Regions from separate parts of the Mus musculus genome. Here region 1 is linked to region 2. Evidence: chromatin contacts called from public HiChIP or PLAC-seq data. All regions are on one chromosome and are shown on one strand. The core of a region is the stretch at or near the end of the contact, and the rest is flanking DNA. Distances in the headings are between cores, read along the strand shown. Region 1 holds the start of Foxd3 (forkhead box D3). Region 2 has its middle 39 kb from the start of Gm35379.

The links. HiChIP or PLAC-seq counts read pairs in DNA pulled down with a chosen protein or histone mark.
Region 1: an H3K4me3 HiChIP or PLAC-seq map of forebrain shows a contact between it and region 2, with 3 times the contacts expected there. The contact joins the promoter of Foxd3 here to the enhancer-like site in region 2. A contact is called at or near these places in 8 of 115 datasets of contacts at active chromatin or transcription factors (embryonic basal ganglia, embryonic forebrain, embryonic hindbrain and 5 more).

The regions. Positions count from the first base shown.
Region 1 is chr4:99,655,015-99,661,356 of GRCm38.p6, reverse strand. It overlaps Foxd3 (forkhead box D3), which reads right to left and starts at 5,058. Exons shown (of 1, transcript NM_010425.3): 1 at 2,686-5,058. The coding sequence starts at 4,732. The coding sequence ends at 3,323.
Region 2 is chr4:99,272,375-99,278,470 of GRCm38.p6, reverse strand. It overlaps a transcript of Atg4c not described here. Among named protein-coding and RNA genes, the nearest start is that of Gm35379, 39 kb to the left of the region's middle. Within about 2 kb of position 3,905, at least 27 of the 459 cell types and tissues checked have an H3K27ac peak or open chromatin away from gene starts, as enhancers often do. A contact at or near this core is called in embryonic basal ganglia and forebrain, where this site is marked.

The sequences.
Region 1 (6,342 bases), core at 3,809-6,308, 380 kb before region 2:
CTAGTAGTTCCAGGACCTGAGAATGAAGGATGGTGTCAGGGGGGGTTGGTTCAGAGCCTGGCTAGGAAAAGGTCTGGGGAGGGGTTGGGGGCGAGGGGTTTAGGTCTGGCATTGGAGCTTCAAAAACAGCTCGGGAGTTTTCCATCTGTTCGTCGCCCCCTACAGGCCACATCCGCCATCGCAGCTACATTCCGCTCAGCTAGTATGAGCATTTCACTTTTTTTTTTTTTTTTTTTTTCCCCTGAACCTTCAGAATCCTCCCTACATTCCCGCAAGGGACTGGGTGAGAGGCCTACTTGGGAACTCCACCCCGAGGTCACACTAGGAGTCCCAGGCTTCGAGAGTGAATTGAATGTCTGGAAATCCTTGCCTGAGGAAGCGAAGAATGAATGCTTAAATCGGAGTGTAACTAAAAGGCTAGCATCTTTCCTTTATACCCAACCTGTGTCCTTTATTTATTCCCTTTTTTTCTTTTAATTTCTCTTTTTTTAAAGCTGTAATAAAAAGCAGGTGGCAATCGCACTGTTTTAAAATCCCAGTTTTAGAGGGATTTCATCACCTTTTATCGCGTGTCTAAAAACATCAAACCTGTGTTTAAAGCTTGCTCCAACCTACTAAGTGCTTGAGTACATTTATCTACATTTAAAAAAAAAATTTCATCGTCTTCTCTAAATCTTCACCATTTAAACAGCGTAAGCTCAATTCTTTTCCAAGGGTATGGCTGGGCTCTACTTTCCCGGTATTACATCAGGACTTTCAATAAACACTGGCCGCTGGTGTTTGGGCATGAGATGTCCCATCCTCTAACTACACGGGGAAGAGGCTGTTGTTGATAGAGCGAAAGTGGCTGGAAGGAAAGTTGCCGTGGTTTCTACACCGCGCTGCCTAATGCGTCGCTGGAAAAGGCACTGCAGATCTCAAGCGGCAGCTTGTGTCCGAGTGTCAGGCTGCGTGCTCAGGCTCGGCCGGTATTGCTGCTATGCGCGGAAATATGAGCGAGTAATTTTATAAGTAACAAAGGATCAGGGATGGAATGAGGCCCCTGTTATCCAATGTCATTTAGAAGCCTTGGATCAGCAGCTTCTTGAGGCTAAAAGTGAATTCAAGAAGCCCTGCCTTTCTCTTTTCCCAGGGGTGCCAGCTAAATTTAGAAGTAACCTCTGTGTGTTTGCACAAATCGTGTACCATTTGCTGTTTGTGTAAAAACCGATTAGCCAGACACAACTGTGAAACAACTTGTGACTTTTATAGCTGCAACGCACAAACCAATTTAGATCCGTTTAGTTTTCCTTGTAAAAGGAGATTAGAAGGGACCCGCCCGAAGTAAAGCTCTCCTCGCCGAACGTTACAGTAGCTTCTTCAGCAGGGCTCATTATCGGGTTGTTTATCAAGTTAAAAACTCTCACCCCAGCAGCCTGTTTTATTTTAAGACTCCGCTTTCGGCGGAATGTTTACTCAGGACACAGCATTTATCATTTACCAGGAAAACAGAGTCGGTATATGCGAGGAAGTGTCTTTCAGAGCGACCCCCAAGCCCACGCCGGCCGCCGAGAAAAAGGCTCGGCTTCCGAGTGGGAAGCGAGGAGTGGACACGACTGCTGACATTGCTGGGTTTTACCGACAAGACGCTCGCAGGGTGGAATTGACATCGCTGCTACCTATGATTTCGGAGTTAAAAACTGATTTCGCATAAGTAATTGTAACAGCTAATTAATTACAAAATAATTAGAATTGATGCCGTTTGAGGGTATGCTGGTGGTGGCCCAACAGACCTCCCATGTCTAGACCTTTCATTTCTACTTAACCTAAAACATTGAAACAGCTGAAATGCATACCTAAAATAATCTACAAGGATATTTCCTACTCCTACCTTAGATCTCTCTCTCTCTCTCTCTCTCTCAAAAAAAAAGCATGAATCTGGCTAAGGTAGAAAAAAAGGGCGGAGGTAACATGCACCTGGCTTTAGAAGAGTATTATGATTCCTTGGCCTTCTGAAAGGCTCGAGAGGAGGGGTTACCGGTTCGGGAATCCTCTAGATATCTAGTTATGTGAGTTGATAATTGCAATGGAAAAAGAGGGATTTTACTTGATATTTTTCTGGGAAAAACAAAAAACAAAACCCTACGATCTATTGCCTATCATCGTAATGCAAGATACTATTTCAATACAAAGGCCAAAATGGTACCATGTGAGTTTAAAAATCAATGAGATTTAGCATTTCCAATGAAGGGATGAAAAGGAATTCCAAAAACCCGAGGTTTAAATGCTAAAATACGAGATGTTTGGAATTTTGTTCTTGAAAGGACAATTCAAATGACCAAAGACTCCTTGTAAGTTTGCCTAGGGGGTTATATTCGACCAATGTTCTTTAAAATGAACAAGGCTGCTTTTGCCTAGATTTTTAATGACAGCACACTTTGCAGGAGCTGCGAGTCATTCACAGTGGCTTGATATGAATGGGATTGTCATCCTTATCCTGGTTATGTGAAAAGTCACATATTAATATAATTTAAATTAAGTACGCTCTTTCCATTTTCAAATTCAAATGTTTCTACACCCAAATTGTGAATTTGCAACGTTTGAAAAGGTCATTACTTAAGACTGCTAGATTTTCTGGGGAAGACAATGCAAATTCCATTGTAAAATCTTGCCATTTGCTAGACACCTAATTAAAACACTAGGCTGAGCATTTTAAAAATTTATTTACAAAATTGTGTACAACACGATGGAATAACATTTAGAATACCATATATATTCATTCATATATAAACAGACTTTTATAATACAATGACACTTCGCCTTTTTGAAAAATTTTTTTTGGATTTAAAATCTCCCAACGTCTTTATACATTCTTTTTCTCAGATAAAACTGCGCAGAGTGAACCTTCAAAAAAATATGAAAGTTCAAAGCTCTAAATCTACTGAATTGCTTTTTATTTTCTTAAAAAAATAAAAACCCCAAAAGGAAAGTCAATGATTTTTATACAAATATGTACAAAGAATGTCCCTCCCACCCCCACAGTACTGAGAACACAGGCGCCGTCGGGGTGCATTTTTGGAAATTCGGTTATCAGTTTTACCTGTACGGAAAGTTATTCCCAGCGGACGCGGGTTGAGTTTGCTCCGCCAGCTTAGGTGAGTGAGGGGATGGAGGCCGCTGTTGGTCAGTGTTGGGGAGTCGGGGGCGGGTAGCAGAGTCCAGGATTGGGTAGAGGGACCAGGACCAGGACCAGGACAGATGGACCAGGATCAGAGAGGGCGTACCGCCTGGAAGAGCAGGCTGCTGCCAGAGGCCGCCGTCCGGCCCGGCCACTAGCTCATCACTATTGAGCGGGCCACTTGGCTTGCACGGCGGCGGCCGCAGCCGCTGCGGCTGAGGCTGCGGGCTGCAGGAACTGTCCAGACAGCGGCACGCTCAGAATGGGCGCGATGGTGGCAGTCGTCCGGCTCAGCGACAGGGGCTGGTGCGTGGCCATGAGCGCAGCCGACTGCACAGTCCCGGGCGGCCGCAGGAAGGACTGCGCGCCGCCGCCGCCCCCACTGCCCCCGCCACCCCCGGCTCCGCCGCCGCTCCCACCACCCCCAGCCGAGCCCCCGGGCGCCGCGGATCCCGCGCCTATGATGTTCTCGATGCTGAACGACGGCCGCGCACTGGGCTCGGACTTGATGAGCGACGTGGTGCCCGCCGCGCCCGCCGTGCCCGCGGCTGCCGCGGCGGCGCCCAGGGTGTTGAGCTGTAGCTGCAGGCTCGGACCGAGCTGCGAGCCGAAGGCGGCCGCTTTGCGGCCCAGCTCGCCCGAGGGCAGCAGGGGCACTGCGGGCGGCAGCACGGGAGCCACGGGTGGTAGCGCGTACGGGTACTGGAGCGCCGCAGCAGCCGCGGCCGCCGCCGCCGCCGCGGGGTGCGAGTAGGCGCCCGCAGCCGCCGCGGGGTGCAGGCCGTAGGGGCGGCCGTAGGGTCCTGCGCCCGCCGCCGCCGCCAGGCTGTAGGCTCCGAAGCTCTGCATCATCAGCGCCGTCTGCTCGCGCAGGTGCTCCTGCTGGTGGCGCTTGAAGCGCTTCCGGCGCCGCAGGAAGCTGCCGTTGTCGAACATGTCCTCGGACTGGGGGTCCAGGGTCCAGTAGTTGCCCTTGCCCGGGTTGCCCGGCTCGCGGGGGATCTTGACGAAGCAGTCGTTGAGCGACAGGTTGTGGCGGATGCTGTTCTGCCAGGCGGGGAACTTCTCCCGGTAGTACGGAAAACGGTTGCTGATGAACTCGCAGATGCCGCTCAGGGTCAGCTTCTTCTGCGGGCTCTGCAGGATGGCCATGGTGATGAGCGCGATGTAAGAGTAGGGTGGCTTCACCAGGCTGTTCTTGGGCTTGTTCGGGGTCAGACCTCCCGTCGCCCCGCTGCCCGCGCCGGGCCCACCGCCGCCTGTCACCGCGTCCTCGCCGCCCTTGCAGCCGTCGGCCTCCGGAGCTCCCGTGTCGTTCCCCGGCCCGGTCGCCTCGGTGGGCAGTGCCAGGGCTTGCGGTTGAGACTGGCCGTGATGAGCGCTCACCGGTGGCCCTTCGTCCGCCTCGTCCAGGCGCAGGTCCGGAGGCCCCGCGGGGCTGTCGCACCCGGCGTCGCTGTCCTTCTCCTCCAGCCCGTCGTCGCCCTCGCCCACCACATCGATGTCCACGTCCTCGGCCGTCAGCACCGTCTGGCCGGACATATCGCTGGCGCTGCCGCTGCCGGAGAGGGTCATCCCTCCGCGGGGTTGGTGGCGGCGGCCAGGAGCGAGCAGAGAGCGAGGGGGGCCGCGAGGGGCGGCCGCGGAGCTCAGGCAAAGGAGGTGTGAGTGTCCCCCGAAAGAAAGCCGGGGGGGGGGGAGAGGGCACAGGTAGCTCGGGGCCCTGTCGGGTCAGCTCACACGAGGAGGCCTGGCATCGCGCGGTGCGGGCGCTGCGCTCCGCAGCCGCGCTCCGCGAACTCTTGCGGTCCTCGACGCTTCTCTACGAGGAGACAGCTACTGCTCGCGACCCCGGAGGTTTCTCCACGCCGCACCCCCTCACTTCACCAGCCTTCCTCGACCTCTGGTTTGGGCGTGGGGTTCAGGAGCGGTCCAGGCAAGCGCGGGACGCCGGGCTCCAAGCAGCTCTGGAGGGCGCGGGCATGGGCGACCGCGGGGTTGGGGGTTGGGGGGGTGGTGACAGGGAAGCCAAGCCTGGGTAGTCGAAAGTCCCGTTTTAAGGACTGGCCTGATAGATTACTTTCTACTTAAAGATCCAGAGGGAGGCGGGGCCACGTGACCGCGCGTGACGTCAGGGCCGCCGTGGAGCTGGCCAAACTCAAGTTGGTTCAGGGAATTGTCAACAAAGGGACGACAGAAGCGCAACTCCTCACCGACTAGGCGCTAGCATCCCGCAGGCCCCGAAAGCTCTTCGGGCTGTTGGGAGACCCCTGCCCACGCTGGAGCCGGGTGTGGGGTTCAGGGAGGGCGTGAGAGTGGGTGGGTGGGGGTGGAGAGGGCGTGGGCCTAAGAGTGTCCTCCGGACTGTAGGGCTTCTTACCACCCTGCCCTCTCCGCCCCCTGCATTTTTCTTACTACCCTGCCCTCCCCTCTTTGCTAATATTATATAGACCAACTGGCAATGCAGAACAAGGTTGTGATTTAAAAAAAAAAAAAAAAAGAAAAGAAAAGAAAAAAACTTACTATTTTGATTTGCTTTGGGGTTTTGTTTTCGATTCAAGGATTAAAGGAACACATCCGGCTTCCTTTTGCTAATTAGGCCTCAGACCCCCTCCTGTTTCAGGGCTATTCCAGAGAAAAGACATCTGCTGATGTGCCTCGCATCACCCCCAAATCTAACTACTCAAGTCTTACCCTAGCTTTCCGGGCACGACGCAGGAATATATATATATATATATATATATATATATATATATATATATTCGCAACGGTCACAACACCATCAGCTGGGGTTTCCCGAGGTCAGAGAATAGCTATCGATTAACCTATTAGGATAGTTGCAGAGAAATAAAAAGGACGTAAAATAGCAGGGAACCTATAAACAAAGACGTCATAACTGGCTGTTGGAGTTGTTAAACGACTTAGCACAGAAAAAGTCGGAAATGAGCTGGAAACGGAGCAGGCATTGGCAGCGGTCTTGGGTAAGTGGAGAGGATTGGGGAAGAGGCTTTGGGCCTTGTTATTAGACGTGGCGCACCGACTGGGGGGGGTTGGAAAACTGGGGGGAGCTGGCGTATACTTCCGAGTGGAGGGCACGACCTCCAAGGAACCACAGTGTCCCAGGGCGTGCTGGCGGGAGTGGGCTCACCTCTGCTGCTAACTAATGTGGGTTATCTCTTAAAGTG
Region 2 (6,096 bases), core at 2,656-5,155:
CTGTATAGCTGGCTACAAGACACACTTTCAAATTCCGTTCTTCTAGGACTTAAGGACGCTTACGGTGCCTGAGTACGGTGTCTGGTGGACTGTATTAGGATTGACTCCAGGATGCAAGTGCATTCCTCACCGAGAGCCAGCCAGAGCTGGAGTGCAGCTCTGTCTTGTGGACATGTGCTGTGTTTAGTCCTGAACAAATATCTAATACGCAGGTTCAATGTGGCCATTTATCTCCTGGCAGGAAAAAAAAAAATCTGTGTTCTATTACTAAGGTATTAAGCCCTCTTACCTATTCAGTAGTTTACAGCTGGGTCTGATGGCATGCACTTTAATGGCAGCCAGCATTAGGAAGCGGAGGAAAGAGGATTCTGAGTTCCTGTCTGTATGTCAGTCACAGGCTATACAGCAAGCTCCAGACCAGCCTGGCCTGTAATGAAGCCATCTCACACCCAAGAAAAAGATACTGTTTCCTCCCTTAGTGTTGAAGGGTGGTATGGTTCACTGTGCCCACATAGGGAAACAGCATCCTCAACAACTCTGATTTTAAAGACATACTTAGATTTGGGGGAGTACAGAGCTGTTCTTTATAAATGGGAGGGGGCAGCATCAGAAGAATACCAAAGTTAAACAAAACATCAGCAAAAATGGGAACCCACTACCCAGATGGAGCTGTGACTAACTCCAGGGAAAGAAACTGAGAATTGTTGAAATCAACTCTATCCTTGGAGGGAACATTACCTAGTTAGTAACATGGTCAACCAGCTTATTCTAGATGTTAAAAACTCTCAGGTGAGCTGGGTATGACGGCGCATCCTTCAGTCCCAACATTCAAGAAGCAGATGAATCTCTATGAATTCAAGACCAGCCTGGTCTGCAAAGTGAGTTCCGGGCCGGCCAAGGCTACATAGAGAGACTTTTGTCTCAAAAGGAAAGCAAATCTCAAAGCTTCCAGGTGTTGGTGATTTTACTTCGAGGCCTTGCTCAGAACAGCCCTTCTGCAGGTAGCAGATCTGAGATCTGAGACCTGAGATCTGCCTATGAAATCTAGTGGGCAAACTCAGCTCTAGTCACATGGAGTTACCTCAGGGGATGAGAATTTATTATCGCAGTGTTTGATAGAATGTAGGTGTTTGCTTTAACCTTCATTCCAAAATATCTCAGTCACTAACTTAGAACATTCTGACCAGAGCTGGCAATCTTTTGTTAAACAGAGCTACAGTAGAGATCGTGGTCTCAAACTCTCAGAGATCTACCCGCATCTGCCTCCTGAGTGCTGGGATTAAAGGTGTATGCCACCGCTGCCTGGCAAGATCTTATTGTCTACCTGGGGCTCATCTGGGCCTCATATCAACTCTGTGTCAAGTGGAGCTCAGGTTACAGTCACATCACACTCTCCCACACATCACATTTTACCACAAATAACATTTGTGGGATTAGTTCTTATTGTCCCACAGATCTGCCTGTTAGACACAAACCAACCAATTTATCACTGGTGTGTGTATATTCAGTTTCTCCTTGTTCCTTTTTAGTCAGAATAGATGGGTGGGGTGAGGGGTACCTAAAAAGCAATGGCATATTCCTAATGATGTAATAACATGATGCCTCATACCGCCTTCTAGGCCAGTGTTTTAAAACCTGGAAAGAATGCTGATCCACAAAAGAAAGACTCTATCAGGAGCCTATGAGCATATACGAGACTCTGTCCCACTGATGGACAGAAAGGCTTTGGCAGTAAATGGAGCATTTCAAAGTTCCATCTGATAACCTCCTCCCCGCTTTAATCAACCTTTGAATACAACCAGTGCACAGACCTGGGTGGTTTCTCCTCTGCCCACGGCTGGCAGGTAATGCCACATCCACCACGAAAAGGCTCGTTTCCCCAGAACCTCCCCAGCAGTACATGGATAGAAATATGGATTTTTTTTTTGTACAGCACAGAACTTAAACATAATCATATTACTATCCTAGACACCCATTAAATATGATTCAAACAACGCCCATTGGAAGTCCTAAAAACCTTAACCACCAGTTTTACTTCTAAAATAAAGTAAACTGCCAAAAGTTCTGATAAAAGTGACAATTGATATTTTTAAGTAGTGGAGCTGAAATTTCCCTATAGCAGGAGACAAAGGAATTCTTACCCAGGTAAGTGGAGAAGCACCAATAAATTTAAGGTAGCTTACGCAAGTTAGCAGTAATGAATGTCAGCCTCTGTTTTGTCATGAGAAAAGATCTTTCTGCTGCTAAAGGAGACTGATTTAGATTATGAATAGCTGTAGTGATTTGCAAAAAATGGCTCCAGAGAGAAAGAATGAGGCTCCATATACTCGTGGCACTTGAGGTTTCTGCCCTTTTTGTTGAAAATTAATTTGTCCTGTGGGTTATTGGATTCTAGCTCAGCCAATGTATATTGCTCAGTCATCACAAATTTACTTAAAATTTAGTGTAGCTGAAGTTCATTCAACAAGACAAAAGTCTACAGTTGAAAGCTTCTAAAAATCTTCTTTAAAAACTGGCTAACAGTGTAATTGAAAGTGCTGGAGTCTAAGTAGATTCACATAATGTTTTGCAGGTATCAATATATACTATATTACCATGCTCAAAATGGATTTTTCTCTTGTTTTCCGAGGGAAAAGCAGATAGAGAGAATTTATCACCCTGCGGTGAGGGAACAGGGGCTCTAGGTTGCAAGTGTCCACATTCCCCAAGTCCATAAATCCCTGCACCGGGATTAGATTCTGTAGTACGTGTCAGGATAGCTCATTTGTCCACCTACTTTTGAATTTTAAAACAAATGTTTTGAAGGCAAATAGACTGAGAAACTTCTACTCCTAAACCCTGAAGATGTTAACGGTGAAAACACTGAACTCCCCGACATTCTAAACCCCTGCTTGGTTAGACAGCTCACGGTTCTGATGTTGCAGTACAAGGATTCAGGACAGAGAGGACCTGGGTCACAGGAGCCACACTTCAGACAGCACTGTGCATAAGGACAGTGCTCCTCTACCCAACCAAACCAACTGGAGGAGAAAGGTGGACACTGCTCAAGAGAGAAGCTCTCGGGAGAAGATGAACAGATGAGAACGTGGCATATATCGAAGAAATTGGGAGAAACAGCTTTTGGGTAATTCTTCCTTTAAAGTGATTTCCCTTCCTCTTGACTCTGTTCCTCGTTTACTCATTTAGATATCCTTAGTACTTAAAACACACGAAGATGTGTTTGATAATCTTTTTCCCCTTTGAAATTTTAGATAAATGTCAAAACGTATTCAATAGTTAAAAATCACACCAGAGAACCGCAACAGAAATGGAGGCCTTGGGGGGGGGGGGCTAATTAAATTAATGAGACACAAGCGGCAACAAACATTGTTCATCTCATTTACAGATGAAACATCACTAGGCAGCAAGACTGTTTCCAACAAAATGTCCTGCTACATGGCAATTAAGAACTAAACCCAGATGATAGAAAAACATTAGGCTGTGTACTGCCATTAAGATAAGAAAGCAAATGCTATTCAGAGCAACCTAAACCACTTCGAGAGAGAGTTGATTTGTTTCAGTCCTAAAACCCTGATTTGCAGTGGACTACACAACTGATGCACTCTAAAGAGAGCAGCGCATGGCTTGAGACACAGCTGGGCAAAATGAGATCAAGTGCTAAGCTGATTGCATCACTAGGGACCGGAAGTGATATGTCAAAGGACCCCTTCCGGGCCAGAAGAACCTTCAAGCTTTTATCTAGGACCCCTCGTTCCTCTGAAGATTTATGGGCCTTGCAATAGATATGCATCTTATATAACTCTTTCTTTCCGGATTAAAGAGAGTCAATTCTGAACATGCTTCTGATTGGCATAATGTGGGATTGCAGATGATCTCAATTTTTACGTGCTAAAATCGAACTTTCAGGAGAAATGAAAATGACTGTGCCTGTCAGGTGCAGGCGGGAAAGCATCTGCAGACATCAGCCCAGCCATCTGATCTGTTGCTGAGACTGATCCCTTTGCCCTAACCTGTATCGGCCAGGTGTAATCTGTACACCCTTAACCAGGAATTAAAACTCTCCAGGCTGCTGCTACTTTAATTGATTGATGCTAAAAGTTTAGAAAATACAGCCTACCCCTCGATCACAGAGCGCCTTTAACCAAGCCTTCTCTTTCACAGCAGCACCCTCAATTGAAACTGGCAGAGCACATTTTTAGCTTTCGAGCGGCTCTGTCATTCTACAAGGAATGTGTCTGCCACTTCACAGGATAGCTTGAGCTGAAAGACATGTACTTTGAATCAGAGAATCAATAGAACGCTTAATGGACAATTAGGAGAACAGCTGTAGGTCTGTCAGAGCCCCATCTGTACACAGCTCAAACAGCAAGCCTGGACAGGGCGGGCAGACAACATCCACTGCTCCAGGGCACTGGCCCTGGGACAGAGTCTCCCTCTCAGCTCTCATTTAATGTGAATATAGTGTTCTTTTTCATTACAAATTTTAACACGTGTAGAAAATTATGGAAATTGCTTAAGCCATTTGTCAACTTATATCATGTGAATTGATCAATAAATTTCACGACTTTGTTGTTAATGTAGATAAATTTTGGCATTTAATTAAGCACTAGTGAAAATGTGGCCACTTTTCATTTCAGCAGATGCATCTGTAATACAGAACTACAGGGGTAAATACAACCCAATCAGGGCTTAGCGCTAAATATTTATAGACAATGTAGCAATTCCAAAAAAAAAAAAAAAGACACAAAAGATTTCTACAATGAAACAATTGCTGTGTGCAAAATCTGAACTGAGTCCAATAGAGTCTACAGGAGCTGTGAACAGAATCGCAACATTGTAACTCCACTAAAGGACTGCTTCTGTTTTTCCTTCAGAATTCTGCCCCTACAGTAAATTTATACTCCGTAGAAATAACTTCAAATTCTCTTCACAGAATGAATCTAAATATTAAAAGACAGTTCTCTAAGTTTGTAGACATGTATTAAGATTTCCTTGTTAAAATATGCCAATCCTTTTCTATTTCTGTTAGTTAGTTTATTTGAATACCAACTGGGGTGTTCTCCTACAGAAGAGAAGGGAAGTCTGGGATGCTAATTTCTTGAACATAGACATGATTTTGGTTACAAGGCTGGTCAAGAGCACACTGGGGTGGTAACTGGGGACAAGATGCCAGACAATGGAAATGGCAGGATGAACTTCTTAGGCTTCCTCCATATGACCTGAGGGGCCCCAAGATGAAATCCTTGCTGCTGACAGCCAGAAGCCCCATAGCCTTAACCCTCCGTGGCGGAGTCTGACATGATGAACTGCTGTATCTCATTTGAGGGGGACAGGCGCCTCTTGGTGATTCTGCTGCTGCCTTCAGGGAAAGAGGGACTCATAATCCCGTGGCTGTCTTTACAGCGCAATCCGCCCCATAATGCCTTTCCCACCATTGTCTGCCGGCTTTCAGCAGGAGGCTTGGCTGGCTGGGCAAGGGCTGCGTTTGCAGAGAAAAGCCGGCATGGTGCCTGTGTGTAAAACCTTTGTAAGTATTTCAAAAAAAAGTTTAGGGAATTCAAAGCTGATCTCTCAGTCCTGTTTTTATAATGCTTCCATGTCAAATTGGCCACCATGGCTCCGGCAGCTTGGCACTTTCTGTTGTTTTGGCAGAGTAGGACCTAGTCAGAGATGACTCTCTAAATTCAGACTCTAATAGAGAAATGAGAATTAAGCAGCCAAGGAGAAAATGGATAGGGTCTTTTTTGCAGAACAAAATTACCCATCTAAAGTCCCAGCCAAAATTCTTTTTCTGGAGCAATCGTGTGCTCATGTTTCTTTTTATACTGAAATTTAAATTTCCTAGGACCCAAAAGTCATTTTTGCACACCTGAAAGGAAAAGGGGTGGGAACCTGTACCCCAGCTCTAACACAGGCAATTAGGAATCCTCTGTAATCTCTGAAATGGAGGCTTCATGAAGTCATAATACAAGTGGTTTTTTTCTGAGTTATCTACTTCTGAGACTTTGCAGGAAACTAAGGAAACTCACTCTTGCTTATGCTAAAGAGATATTGGCATTTGTTGAGTATTTTATGTGGACACTGAAGAGTCAATAA